Linked DNA regions of Mus musculus: region 1 is linked to region 2. Evidence: chromatin contacts called from public HiChIP or PLAC-seq data. All regions are on one chromosome and are shown on one strand. Each heading gives the region's core, a stretch centred on a gene start, on an enhancer-like site or on the middle of the called end of the contact. The rest is flanking DNA. Distances are from core to core; before and after follow the strand shown. Region 1 overlaps Ank3 (ankyrin 3, epithelial). Region 2 overlaps Ank3 (ankyrin 3, epithelial).

Region 1 (4,007 bases), core at 1,062-3,561, 170 kb before region 2:
CACCATTTTAGCACCGGAATCTACCTTCAGAAAAGGGTTCTGTCTGCGATGTTGCTTTGGCTACAGTCTCTCCACCCCATGATGCTATCTCTTAGTAACTTTTGGAGTTCTGCTTCACATCACACCTTTAACTTTCCTTGTATTCAAAGTTGAGCTGGGCTCTCTCTTCCCTTGGGTTTCTATAGTGAGGCTCTGTAGTAGAGAAATCTGCCTGACTTATCAATTTTTTAAAATAAAAATGTATTTATTTTATGTATGTGAGTATACTGCAGCTGTCTTCAGACACACCAGAAGAGGGCATCAGAGCCCATTACAGATGGTTGTGAGCCACCATGTGGTTGCTGGGAATTGAACTCAGGACCTCTGGAAGAGCAGTCAGTGCTTTCAACTACTTAGCCATCTCTCCAGCCCCTTGACTTATCAACTTTTAAAATTTGTATCTTTACTGTTACATGTGTACATGTACATGTACATGTATGCAGGTACCCACAGGGACTAGAAGAGAACACCAGATCCCCTGTACTTGTAGTTCCAGGTGCTTATAGGCACTGGAAATCAAACATGGCTCCTCTGGAGCAGCAGCAAGCATTCTTAACCACTGAGCCATATTTCTAGGCATTCTTTAATAAGTATCATGAATACTTTTTTCTTCAACATTAGTCTAGCCTCCCCTAATCCCAAAGGTAAGATAAACGATGAAGAGGCAACTGAATCTAACAAGGCATGATGGGATACTCTGTGCCAGGGAGACTGAAACAGGGGCATAGCAAGCATGGGGATAGCCTGAACTAAAAAAGGCAGTTTGAGGCTGTCCTAGACTACATAGTGAGGCCTTATATCAGAAAACCAAAAGAAAACAAAACAAACAAACAACAAAATAAAACCAACCAACAAAAATCCCCCAACTACTAAGTTAATGAACAGAGTGATTGGATGTCTTTTCAAGAGTGCTTGTTAGTTTGTTTTTGAGTCAATGTATTGGGTAGTTAAGTCTGACCTCTAACCTGCTATGAGGGTGGAAGAATGACCTTGAACTTCTAACCCTCCTGTACTGAGATTATCATGACAACACATCCCTTCTGTGTGATGCTGGGATCTAACTCAGGGCTTTTATAAATACCAGGCAAGATTCTACTAACTGAGCCACATCACCTGAGTTCACACTAATCATTATGCAAGTATTTCCTAGTTGGATGATCATGATTGAAAAAGGATGTTTCCGCTCTGCCCTCCTTCGTTTGTGTGTGCGTGTTTGTGTCATGGAATGCATGTGCGGAGGTCAGAGGACAACTTCAGGAGCTGGCTCTCTCCTTCTACCGTGTGGGTCCTGGGGACCAAATGTAGGTCGCCAGGCTTGGCTGCAAGCTGCTCTCCCTGCTGAGTCATCTCACAGGTCTTGCTTCGTCTTTTGCTTTGGATTCATTTTATTAAATGCTGAAACACTATTGAAATATCTCATCCTTTAAAAACAACTACAAAACAAAACAAAAAAATCAAAACAAAAACAACAACAACAAAAAAAAACCCACCCCAAATCCCAACCCTCTGAAATTCTCACTGGAGGAAGTTGTTGGTCAATTAGATTGGAAAGCATGACTCAATCAGCTAACTCTCAGAATTTGCTCTAATAAGATTTTCCTTTCTTGTAAACCCGGATACTGCAAGCTTATAAAAGAGCTTTTATGGATAACGTGCTTGCCAACAAAACACTTGCATATTCCTCACTTTCAAATTACACAAATGTTGCTGGATCCTGTTTGTTTGTTTGTTACAAGAATTCTTTTTTTTTTTTTTTAAACCAACCCCTGCAAACTTGCAATGTATGTATGTAAAGTGTCAATTACAAGGAAGGAGTCCTGGACCAAAAAGAAAAAAAAAATGCTGTTCTCCAACCTCATGTAACATTAACGCCCATCTGACAGATTCTTGGCACAGGCAACTTTGGGGGAGGTGAGGGAGCCCACTTCCATACCACACATATATAACAGACTAGACAGGATCGAGTGGGAAGCTGAGTTGCCATGGTGACATTATGGCAGGAAATGGAATTGCGAAGGGTTGGCAATTTTCTTTCCAATCCCCTAGATTTTTTTTTTTTAAAGCATTAATGTAATGAATGGGTTTCCCTTGGGCAGACTTTTGAATTGCCCATACAGGCTGGCCCTGGGCTTCTATTTCATTTTGGTGACAGTAATCTTGTAAGTGAGGGGGGGAGCTTCGTGCTGCTGGCTGGAAAGAATGCTCTCTCCTGTTATGCAAAGAGCCAAGCCTTATGTACACAGAGACCCAAAAGACCTTCCTTCAGTCTGACCTTTGTGCACAGTACAGAGCAGGACTTGGACCAGAAAGCTAGGGACAGTAGGGTGTCACACCAGAGAATGTTATCTAGAACAGACCCTTACCATCTGGACACTGCACAAAGCCAAGACTAGAGGGATATGCATTCATGGTTGGGAGAGGAATTTCCAGAAGTAATGTGCTGATTTTGGTTTGTGTCCACTCCGCTCACCTCTTTCTTTCCTAAGCATCCCCCCTCCCCATTCTAGAGATGGAGAAGGAGGTAAAGCCGGGGAAACTCGGGGATGCTCTGAATGTAAAGTAGATGGTTATATTCAAACAGTGGAGAACAGAAAAGAAACAAGCAACAATGCACCCAAGAAGGGCTGGTACGGCAGTCAAGACACACCAACGAACAGTGATTAGAGTTTAACAGAAAACAGAAAAGCTCATTCTTTATGTTGGCATTTCCACCCACTCAAACCTTGACTGGCCCTTGCTTTAAATCATAGGCAGTTGTAGAGTTAACCCAAGAGAAAATGGAGCCGTTTTTAATGTCCTCTGTTACATGAGCTTTATACTTGGGGTCTTATTTTATTTGGACCACTGTTCCATGGGAGAGGTCTTAGGGGCTCTATTTATAGATCAGAAAACTGCTCTGGGGGGTTGATGCAACTATCCAAGGTCGCACAGGAAGCCAAGGGTCGCAATGAGAGTTCACGTGTAGACTTGTCTCTGAAACACTGGGCTTCATCTACTACGACAAATACTAATCCATACACACATCCAGTACTCTTTTCCAATCAAGACTTCATTTCTGACATTATATATGGACGTAGACTCTCTTCCTTCTCTTCCTGATTGTGCCACTGTTCAGGCGCTGTTCATGCAATTAAAATGAAAATAGGAACTGGTGAGATGACTCAGCATGTAAAGGCGCAACCTGTCACCTGACCCTCCCCCCCGCCCCCACACTATAGCCCGTGTACCTACATGCACGCATATGCAAACCTAAAAGAATATATATATATATACACACACACACATATATATATATATATATATATATATATATATATATATATATATATATATATATATAAAAGGTGAAGGAAAAGAATGTGAAACCCTCTGGCCTTTCTCTACTCATAAACTGCAGTTTTTGGAGAGAATACAACCTTATATTATTTGATGTTTCTATCCTGGTTTAGTGGGTTTTGTGTCTCTTGTTTTGCTTCAGATTGAGTGTTGTTTAGAAGGTTAAGCTAAAAGAATGCTCATCAATACATCCATTCATTCATTATTTACCTATCATCTACCTGTATTCTTTCTCTTTCTCCAGTCTCCTCATCTGATTTTTTAGCTAAAGCTCTTGATGGTTGTGACTGTCTGAAGACTATAATATATACCCTACATGATCATAACCCAACTATCATTGGTTATATATCAATGTCAATCTTATGAATGTTATGTGTTGAAGTAATATCATACTTAACTTTATGAATAACATGAGAATTCTGTAATATAATTCCATTCATTCTATTTGGTTTGATTTGGGGGTTGTAAATATGACACAATTTTCATGTGTTATAAATCTCCCAACAAACCGATTTGTTAAGTGTGAACGTGAGATGTGATTATACATTTTCTGGAATTAGACACTTGGTATGCACAAATACATCTCAAGAGGATGTTATTAGGTTTAAAAACTCACATCAGGGCTCAGAATA
Region 2 (4,046 bases), core at 1,462-3,961:
GGGACCTGAGTTCAAATCTCTAGCACTCCTGTAAAATGTCAGGCACAGTATCAGAGCACGCTGCACTTTCAATCCTGGAGGGGCAAAGATGGCAAGATCCAGGGTGTTCACTGGCTACCTATCTCACTGAAAAGGTGATCTCTAGGGTCAGTAAGGGACTCCCATGCCTAAAACTAAGTTTCAGAGTGATAAATGAAGATGTTTGACACTAGCTTCTGGCCTCAACTTGCATGTGTGCATCTGTGCACACACCCAGGAACACGTGTCCACATATATAAGGCACACAAACACAAAATGAACAAACGCGAATGAAGAGAACATGCTAAGAGAGACTAGATCTGAACATGTTCACAGTAAGTATTAAACATCTGTAGCTGGGGATGTGATAATTAGCTTCAGTCAATCAATTGATATATTACATCCAAATGATAATAATTTATATCTTACAGGTAACTGTAATTAATAAGAGATGAAATGAGTAGGGTACAGGCCTCAACTGTGGGAGAATGTTTTCAAAGCTTTACCAAGCAAATGATCAGTGTCTATAAGTTGCAAATGAGTCTGATAAGCAAAATTTACAGGATAAGGAGTTCTGTTCATTGTGGGTCCTGGGAGGACAGGACACTTGTCCAGGGAGCACAGAGGCGACACTTGCCCACGTCTCTGAGAGTTACATCCTAGCATTTCAGAGGCAAAGTCACCATCTTGGATATTCACAGTCTGTTGTTGCATGCAACTTTGCTCCCCATTATTAGGGAGAAGGGAGAATTGCAAGCCATGTGTTGGATAGAATACCACCATCTACCAGAAAGACTAAGAACGAGAAGACAGAGGAATGGAGAGATAGCTCAGAACCAAGATTTCCCAGTGTGCTTCCAGAGGACCTGGTTTTGGTTCTTTAAACCCAGGCTGAATGGCTCACAACTGCCTGTAACTCTAGTTCTAGAGAATTTGATGCCTTTGGCCTCTGAGGGCACCTGGACTCAAGCCCACTATGCTAACACACAGACACACAATTAAAAACAAAATCTTGTAGACTGAAAATACCAAATTCTGGCAAGGATGTGAAAGCAGCCACAACCTAACACATTGTTACTGGTGAGTGTATGGCTGGACAATGGCTTTGGGAAAAGCACAGGGGGTTTTTAACTTAAAAAGTAAGCCCTTCTCTTGTAACTGAGCAACTTCATCCTTAGATGCTGTCAGAAGATATAAGAAACTTATGTCCAAGAGAGTCTTGTAGAAGAGTGTTCATGCCAGTTTTATGTAACAACAAATCTTGAAACAGCCTAGATATCTGTTAGCAGACAAACAGATAAACCAAAGGGATTTGGGGGGCCTGAGGACTACCTAGATGCCACCCTCAAGAATACTGTCTGATTCTTTTAAGATAGGGTCTCTCATTGGCTCAGAGCCACCAATTAGGCTGCACTGGCTGGCTAGCAAGAATCTCTCACCAGGCAGTGGTGGTGCACGCCTTTAATCCCAGCACTTGGGAGGCAGAGGCAGGTGGATTTCTGAGTTCAGTTCGAGGCCAGCCTGGTCTACAAAGTTAGTTCCAGGACAGCCAGGGCTATACAGAGAAACCCTGTCTCAAAAACAAAACAAAACAAAACAAAACAAAACAAAACAAAACAAAACAAAAAAACAACAAAAAAACAACCAACCAAAATAAACAAACAAAAAGAATCTGTCTTCACTTTCCTAGTATTAGGACTGCAAATGCATCCAGCATCTCTACCTGGGTCCTGAGGATCAACATCAGGGTATCACACTTGGAAGGCAAATGTTCAACCAGCTTTGACATCTTCCTTGCTCCAAATAGTACATTTAAATTCCATTCATTCCACTCTATGTAAATGTTATGAAGGAGGAGGAGAAGAAGGAGAAGCAGGAGGAGGAGAAGAAGGAGGAAGAGAAGGAGGAGTAGGAGGAAGAGAAGGAGGAGAAGGAGGAGTAGGAGGAGGAGAAGGAGGAGGAGGAAGAGGGGAGGAGCAGGAGGAGGGGGAGGAGATAAACAAACACAGGCTTATCTGCAGATTCTGTATCCTAGGACCCAGTGGATATCAGGTGATAAATGCTTGTGGCAAACAATTGTGTGAGCATTGAAAATATATTATACTTTGGGTTGCCTGTCCCTGAGATGCTAGAGTGGATGTTGTGTGCCCATCTCCCCAGCCTCTAAGCATCTACAGGTAGGCTTGCAAGGGCAATCCCCAGCTTCCATTTACAAGGCAAAAGACATTCCCGATCTTCAGATCTTCCATAGTGGCTTCAAAAGGAACACCACCACAAGCAAAAGACATCTTTAGTGAGCAGCTATTAGGTGGCAGGCACTAGGCTAGGTAATTCACACATCTGCTCACTCGCTCATTAATATGGAATACCTGCTAAGCGCTGGGATTTACATAAATTATCCATTGAATGTGTGCCCAAATCCAGTAAGGTGGGTCTTAGAAATCCTGTCTTATGGTGTGTGAATTGAGACTCAGATGTGATTAAATGCCTGAAAAGGTCATATTGCTGAAAAGTGACACACCAGATCTAGCAAATTACTCTGAAGACTGAAAGGGGTGGGGGGGGCTGTGTATGTCTCCTTTTAAAAGCATTTCCGCATCGCTTTGCTTTTATAGGAACCCATGCTCTGTCTCTGTCACCTGGTTATTGCTGGTGAAGGAAAGGATCGCGAGCGAGCCGCTCTCCCGAGACTGTCCCTAGCCTGTCAACCTCTTGCTGCATTGCGGAGGGAGGGAAACCGATGGCTTTTGATTATTCCTGCCCCTACCCCCACAGCCATCTGCTCAGGCAACTTATATCCCAGCACACCCAGCCACACAATGTTTCCCATTTTATCCCTGGATTCTCTGGAATAAATCTGTAGGAGGCAATAAAATCAGGCACTCCCTGTCCTTGGAAGCAACCTCTCCGATGCTGCGGACTTGAGAACCACTCATTATTAGTTCTGCATGGTGACGACTTCTGTCCCTGTGACCAGTATAACTTGAGTGACAAGAGACCCAGAGATTAAAAAGAGAGAGCCAACCCCTCAGCTCCACCAGGGAATAACAGGCAATGTATATCATACTGGAACATGGCGTGGAAGTATTGTGCAACACTGCCACCCCCACCCCCACCCCCGCCACCTTCCCAACCCCCCACCAGGCTTCTGTATATCCCATAACTAACTCACATCCTCCCAGTAAAGACAAGCATCTGAGATGGGCTAATAACACTGGTGCGTTAGCTAATTAGCAAGAGTAAGGCATTTGGAAAACAAACAGGCATTGCCAGGATGCTCTCATTATGGGGCTGTCCTCAGCTGAGGCTGTCCTCAGCAGTAATGGGGGATATCTCCAGAGAGTGCAGTGTGAGGACCTGGCAGGAAAGCCACCTGCTGAGGTGTACTGACATCACTACTCCTACAGAAGGAGAACCTTGGTTTCTATTTATTTATTTATTCATTTTTATTTGCTTAAAACACAAGTCTTTTTTTTTTTTTTTTTCCTTCTCCAGAGCCCTAACTATCCATGACATCCTTTTGCACACCGGACTTGGTCAGTGAAACTTTCTTCCTGACCCAAACCTTAACCTCTCCAGATTGAGCCAGTCAGATAGGAAATAATAGCTTTATCGGAATATGGCTCATCGCTTGTAGCCAGTGGTTCTACTCTGACCAGAAGATATGGAGCCACTCCTGACTAAGTCCACAGTGGAGAGTATCAACGCGCTTGCATGCTGGGTTTGTTGTTGTTGTTGTTGTGTTGTGTTTTGTTTTGTTTCATAGTAAGGCTAAGATCTTTTCTGGTAAATAAAATGGCAATGTTTTTTATCCGTGAAGAAACTGAAGCAGGAGCTGGGGGTTTGACTCAGCTGGGAAACGCTTACATAGCATCCACAAGGCTACATAAACCAGGTAGTGGGGAGTACACCTGTAATCCCAGCATTTGGGAAGTGTGGGCACTACGGTCAGCTCAGGGTCATCTGTGATTCTTAGATCAAGATAGACACCAGCCTGGGACATGTGAGACCCTACGGCAACACAAAAC

Evidence for each region. HiChIP or PLAC-seq counts read pairs in DNA pulled down with a chosen protein or histone mark.
Region 1: an H3K4me3 HiChIP or PLAC-seq map of embryonic forebrain shows a contact between it and region 2, with 4 times the contacts expected there. The contact joins two enhancer-like sites. A contact is called at or near these places in 4 of 115 datasets of contacts at active chromatin or transcription factors (embryonic basal ganglia, embryonic forebrain, embryonic stem cells and 1 more) and 4 of 9 other capture datasets (adipose tissue, embryonic stem cells, liver and 1 more).

What each region holds. Positions count from the first base shown.
Region 1 is chr10:69,857,370-69,861,376 of GRCm38.p6, reverse strand. All of the region lies in intron 8 of Ank3 (ankyrin 3, epithelial), which reads right to left. Among named protein-coding and RNA genes, the nearest start is that of Gm33416, 7.0 kb to the left of the region's middle. Within about 2 kb of position 2,311, at least 57 of the 459 cell types and tissues checked have an H3K27ac peak or open chromatin away from gene starts, as enhancers often do. A contact at or near this core is called in embryonic forebrain, where this site is marked.
Region 2 is chr10:69,689,601-69,693,646 of GRCm38.p6, reverse strand. All of the region lies in intron 1 of Ank3 (ankyrin 3, epithelial), which reads right to left. Among named protein-coding and RNA genes, the nearest start is that of Gm33464, 130 kb to the right of the region's middle. Within about 2 kb of position 2,711, at least 36 of the 459 cell types and tissues checked have an H3K27ac peak or open chromatin away from gene starts, as enhancers often do. A contact at or near this core is called in embryonic forebrain, where this site is marked.